2 separate regions of the Capsicum annuum genome follow, and region 1 is linked to region 2. A link is a contact called in public Hi-C data. All regions are on one chromosome and are shown on one strand. The core of a region is the stretch at or near the end of the contact, and the rest is flanking DNA. Distances in the headings are between cores, read along the strand shown.

The links. A called contact is a pair of places that touch in the nucleus more often than the background predicts.
Region 1: a Hi-C map of leaf shows a contact between it and region 2, with 2.4 times the contacts expected there. The contact joins the promoter of LOC107839655 here to the enhancer-like site in region 2. A contact is called at or near these places in 3 of 5 Hi-C or Micro-C datasets (bud, leaf and placenta).

Annotation. Positions count from the first base shown.
Region 1 is chr8:154,778,617-154,781,627 of UCD10Xv1.1, forward strand. LOC107839655 (topless-related protein 3) reads left to right here and starts at 1,458. Exons shown (of 25, transcript XM_016683232.2): 1 at 1,458-1,860; 2 at 2,767-2,946. The coding sequence starts at 1,781.
Region 2 is chr8:154,741,245-154,744,084 of UCD10Xv1.1, forward strand. No RefSeq gene overlaps it. Among protein-coding and RNA genes, the nearest start is that of LOC107839654, 22 kb to the left of the region's middle. Within about 2 kb of position 1,482, at least 4 of the 5 cell types and tissues checked have an H3K27ac peak or open chromatin away from gene starts, as enhancers often do. A contact at or near this core is called in bud and leaf, where this site is marked.

The sequences.
Region 1 (3,011 bases), core at 208-2,707, 37 kb after region 2:
AAGTTTTCAAATTCTATTTTCAAATTACGCCAACTCAATTGAATCTTCCATTGAGTTTCAAATTTCAAGTCCATTCCAACTCAAATTTCTTGAAAACTTTCTTCAACAAAAATTTCTTAAACTCAAAACCCCAAACTTTCTTCCATTAAGTTTCCAGTTTCGATGACGGAATCTTCAAGAATGGAAACTGAAACGGAACTAAATGAACTGCAACAAAGAGGAAGAAGAAACTGAAACTCAAGAAGAAAGAAGAAAAAGAATAAATTTTTTTAAATAAATAAAAATATAAAACTTTAAATAATTATAAAACTAAGGAGTTGTTTGGCAAAAGAAAAAAAGAGTTTAAAATATTTTTAGCACTGTTCACGCACTCAATGCGTGTGACTAACACACAATGTTCCAAGTGACAGATATATACTATTAAAATATGAAAAAAAAAGTCTGGGAGTAATAGGACCCTCACAAAGTTCAATATGCTCCACTGATAATGCGATCAAACTTCGAATATTTTCATGGGTATTGTTCGTTCTTTTTTTATGCTAGTCAAGTCTCATCTAAATTATATAGATCTGGTCAATGCAATTTATTTTCATTCCATTATCGAATTAATTAGGCAATATATATCCTACTTCAGTATATTCTCTTCAACTTAAATCTGAAGAGGACAACAAAAATATTTTTCGTTTCTGAAAATAACATCTTAATTAAACTAAAAAACATTTTAGATATTGCATGCCTAATTAGTAGAATTCTTTTTTATTTTCATTCCATTATTAAGTGATCCGAGCGATAGATATCCTACTTATTTTAGTATCCTTAATTGTTTAGATAGTGCAACAATTATTTTCTATTTTCTTAAAATAATAGAGTAGTATATATGTTTTTTTTTTTTTTTTAAAAAAAGCAAAAAACGAAAAAAGAAGTCTAAAAAGCCTTTCTGAAGATCACGCGCCTAACTACTAGAAGGAACCACATCTTTAAGTGAGACAAAAAATCAGAAGGACCCACCTTATCTCAGCAAGCGCGTGGGCACGCGCTGTTCGACTGAATTCATTCATCTTAAAAACAAACTTTTTTTTCTTCTGACATGACAAAAATTAATTCTCCATTCCACAAAAGAGGTGTTGTGTGAGACAGACAGTACGAGAAACCAAAATATCGCGATAAATTAGACGATTAAATTAAATGCCGCCGAAACCAGAGAGTACCATTCTCATCAAATAGCACACGTAACCCACGACGGGAAATCGTAATTCAAACTGAATATTCAACTCCATTTGAATTCCCCATTTCAAATCCGCAAGTCCAGTCACATCCTACTTATCAATAAGCCACTTCACTTCCCACGATAAGTACACAAACTTATCAGAACCAACTTATCCACGAAATGGATAAGTACATAAGCTTATCAGTGATAGGTGAGTATAAAACAGATAGGCTACTGCTAAACGCATCGAAGATAGCGAGACCAAGTCCTCCCCCACCCACCTCATTTTCCATCTTCTTTACTCTTCTCTTTCTCCCTTGCACTACAAATAGACCCCATCCCTCCCCCTTTTCCCTTTCTCTCTCTACATAACTATTCCTTCTCTCTTTCTCTCTCTACATATATAATTCCTGTCTTCCCGTAAAAGCACTGATTTTTTTTATTGATTTTTTGCTTGAGGAGGAGCTGAAACCCTAGAAATATTAGCGCGTGTCGATATCTAGGGGTTAGATCTGTTGAGTCGTGAAATCGACCGTTGTTCGATTCGCGTTTTTTGTGGTCAAGTGTAGAGAAATGTCATCTTTAAGCCGGGAATTGGTTTTTCTGATACTACAGTTTCTGGAAGAGGAGAAGTTTAAAGAATCCGTTCACAAGTATGCTCTTTTTTTTTTTTTTAAGTTTTTATTTTTGTTATTTTTTTGTGTTGCTTTTTCTCTCTCACACACAAACACACATCTATATGTGTTTTTTTTTTTTTGGGTTGGGGGGGGGGGGGGGGGGGGGGATTTTATTGTCAGGTTGTTTGTGAGTGGTACTATTTTTACTTGGTTGTTGAAAGTGAAGACCTTTTTTTGTTGAAGGTGAAAACCAAAGAAATAAGTTATGGGTTTAGTTTTGGGGTTGTTCTGGTAATTTATCTGAAAAGGGCAAGAAAAACCACTTGATGTAAGCTGTTTTGCTGTGCTTTTTATATCTTTGCTTTTTCCCTTTCTTTTTCCTTTTTGGTTTTCGTTTTTTAATTGTTGTAAATTCTGGTGCAGAGTTTAATGATATACATTTAATGTGCCTTGATAAGTGATAGTAGTAGTAATCTGTAAAGAAAAAATGACCAATTTTTAATTATTTGTTGTTATTTATTTAGTGCTTTTATGAATGTGTGAAGGTATTAAAAGATGAGTTTAAAAGTTGGTAAGAGATTAATTTGCGGAATGAAAACTTTCTGGCATCAGTATATCTTGTTAAAAATGTTAACTTTTTTCTCGCATCATTTGCAAATGCAATAGTGTTTCAACATCTTGTTTTTGAGGTTGAAATAAATTTTTAAGTGTGAAAAAAGTGAAAGCTTTCCTTTTTTTTAATTGACATCATTTAATCAGTTCGTGTGGAATGAAATTTTTGCTTGTATAAGTGCAATTGAGGGTGTCCAACGCTTTCTTTTTTGTTTATGGTTGACATCAATTATCAGAGTTTATTGTAAATGTAAGCAAATATGTGTTTATATGAATTTCTGTGCTTGAAAATGATTAACCTCTCGAAAAAATGTATCATTTTGTTCGCAGGCTAGAGCAAGAATCAGGATTTTTCTTCAATATGAAGTACTTTGAAGAGAAAGTACATGCAGGTGAATGGGATGAAGTTGAGAAGTACCTCTCTGGATTTACTAAAGTTGATGACAACAGATACTCCATGAAAATATTTTTCGAGATAAGAAAGCAGAAATATCTTGAAGCTCTTGATAAGTATGTCCACATTGTTACTTTACAATGCTGTAGATACATTCCTGTAGTAGGTTTCTGGTTTGAAC
Region 2 (2,840 bases), core at 232-2,731:
AAAAACTAATTTAATTTACTGTATTAGTGTTGTGCGACAACAAGCTTACTTGGCAGACACATCACCAGTCAACGTGGACACACACAGCAGGATAGTGGAGTTGTGAAAAGAAGTAAGCTTTGTTACTGTTCTATTGCTAATTTCTTTTCTAGTTTTATAAGTCAGTTGAATTTTGTAATACTAGTCTTCTCTATTTTTCAAATTATTATCCGATTGTTTCAGTTAGTCTCATGTTTGGATCATGTATATAGGGAGAGAGTGTGTATTATATTGTATAATAAAAACGTATTTTTTTTAAGTACCCTCTATTTTTGAATTTTATTAATTTCATTAATCTAGATTCGTGTCGAGTAGGACTTATTAAGGTAATAATATATATTAAGGTAACAATATACTCTCCAATAAAAAATTCAGGGTTCAAATTTAATTAAGACATCCAATTAGCATGGAGGAATTTAATGTCTCTACTATCCCATCACACCCATGTATTGTAAACAAACGTCATTCACATATAACCTTTTGAATGGAAATGATAGTTTGTGAAAGATTGATGGTTTGTAATTCATCATCCAAGGAAAACACATGTCATTAGTAATTTCATTCGTCTAAGTTACCAATTGGAATATGGATCACAATAGTATGTATAGAAACACAGCATGTAACTTCCAAAAAAGGAAAAGTAATAGTCGAAGAAGAAATGTCAAATTGAATCTTTTAGTCAAGTTGAACTTGGAATAAAGTAGAAACGAACTGTTGTGAAGAGAACATGCAACTAAAATGGATGATAAACTCAAATATATGTGCTACCCTGTTATAAATAAATGGGAGAGCCCAACCCAAAAGACTATGTTGATGGGTACAAGAAGTCATTTGATCTATAAATCCATTAGTATTTCTCTATTTTTTCAATATGGGACAATTGGTTCATAACATACTCAACCTCTCTTTTTGGGTATAACAAAGAAGCATGGAGTCGTTTGATATATGAGATAAGTAAAATAATTTTGAGATATAAGTTGGGATTAACTTTATTTTATGTTTGGTGTGAAGTACACATTAATCATGAAGGATGGAATAAAATAGTCGCATGAATGTTTGTTGTTGTTGTTACAGAAGATTGATGAATATTTGGAATTTTGGATAGTTCATATATGTCCCACATCGGAAAGAGCAGAATTGGCAGTATGGACTTCTGCTTGTTTAAGTTGAAAAATTAACAACCAAAAGAAGTTAACTCGTCCCGTCGGGGGTGCTGAGGCGATTCGCTAATGATCGTATAGAGACCGGTGGATCGTGCCGACACCCACAGAACGAACACACTTTCTTCAAGGCGAGTAAGCCCGCCCTACTTTGGTGTGGCTTGCCCGTCAATTTTTGGAAGCCCTCACTCTTCTCTGGGGGCTCACAAAACACATAGTGTAAATATGGTAGTAATAATCTCTAATGGACTGGAAGAAATGATATCCCATATTTCACATGGTGAAGCCTCTGGGCTCTATTGGGCCAAGAAGTATACCTACGCTTGAGTCAATGTCGAAGTAAACTAGGCCCTATTTTAAGGTTGTTACTAAATCTGCCGTATGTAAACAATGTTGCTGACTGATGCTGATGAGGATTAATACCAACAGAGTCAAGTTCCAAAACTCTGCAACGTTGAACACTTTTGTAAAAATGACATACTAATAAATAAGGACAAGTGAGGGTACGTATGAGTCAGAAGTTTGTCTGTGAGAATTGTCTACGTTGTCTTATTTGTTTGTCAATTTCCTAAAGTATGAATTGTAAGTGTCAAATATATATCATACCTTAGTCAGCACTAGGTTCCCTTTGCTCTCTTTCATCTTCTTCTGTTAGATGTTTGATTTTGATTTATGTGTGTATATTAATAGTAAATATTCGGACGGATAGATGCACAAATTAAGATAATAAGCCTATTTATCTCCTCTCTTGCTTACGTACGTACTAATGCACAAAGGATTGACTTTGTAAACATGTGATGTCTCTTATCATTATGAATATTATTATGCCTGGATTAGTTCATGTACAACTCTCTATTTAGACAAGAATTTTGTTTATTTGTTGAATTGACTATAACATGTGCTCTACTGCTGTAACTACATCTTGATTTATAGGCCCCTTATTTTATCTATGGGCTGATGCCTGATTGTTCATAAATTTCAAGTCCATTGGGCTGCTTTTAACTCCAATTCAATGGATTGGATTTACTGGGTTAAATCTGTTCTCAACAAACGTAAGAAGGGATAATTATACATTTGATCACTCAAACAAAACTATGTATTTTCGCTAGCTAATGTTTATATTATATATTTGCTCGCTGCTTTTTTCTTTTTTCTTTTTTTGAATGGCTGGCTATTTATATCAATCACCCTAAAAGTAGTACATGAAAATATAAAGAAAGCAGAATGCATAATAAATCATAACTTCTATGTCCATGTGTGTTGTAGTCCATATAAGTATTCTTCAGCCCTGGACGAGTTAAGTCAAGTTATGTTCAAATTTACTCACCAATATATATTTATTCAATTGATTAAAGTTGGATGAATATAAAGAATTACACTTTCACCCGATGAACATAATATAACTAGCTAATAGCTACCATAATATTTTCTACCACTCTGTTCAAGTTGGTATTCCTATTTTACGATGGCCAAAAAAGTGCGACATGTTCAACAGTAGCTCATATGTACTAAAATCTTGCTTTTGCAGAATAATGTGGCCCTTCTTTTCTCTTGGGGCCAATGATGATTGATGTTTTAGTAATTATGGGTAAACAAAAACAGGAAAACCACCAAACTTGTCATTTTCTTATCACCTCAAAA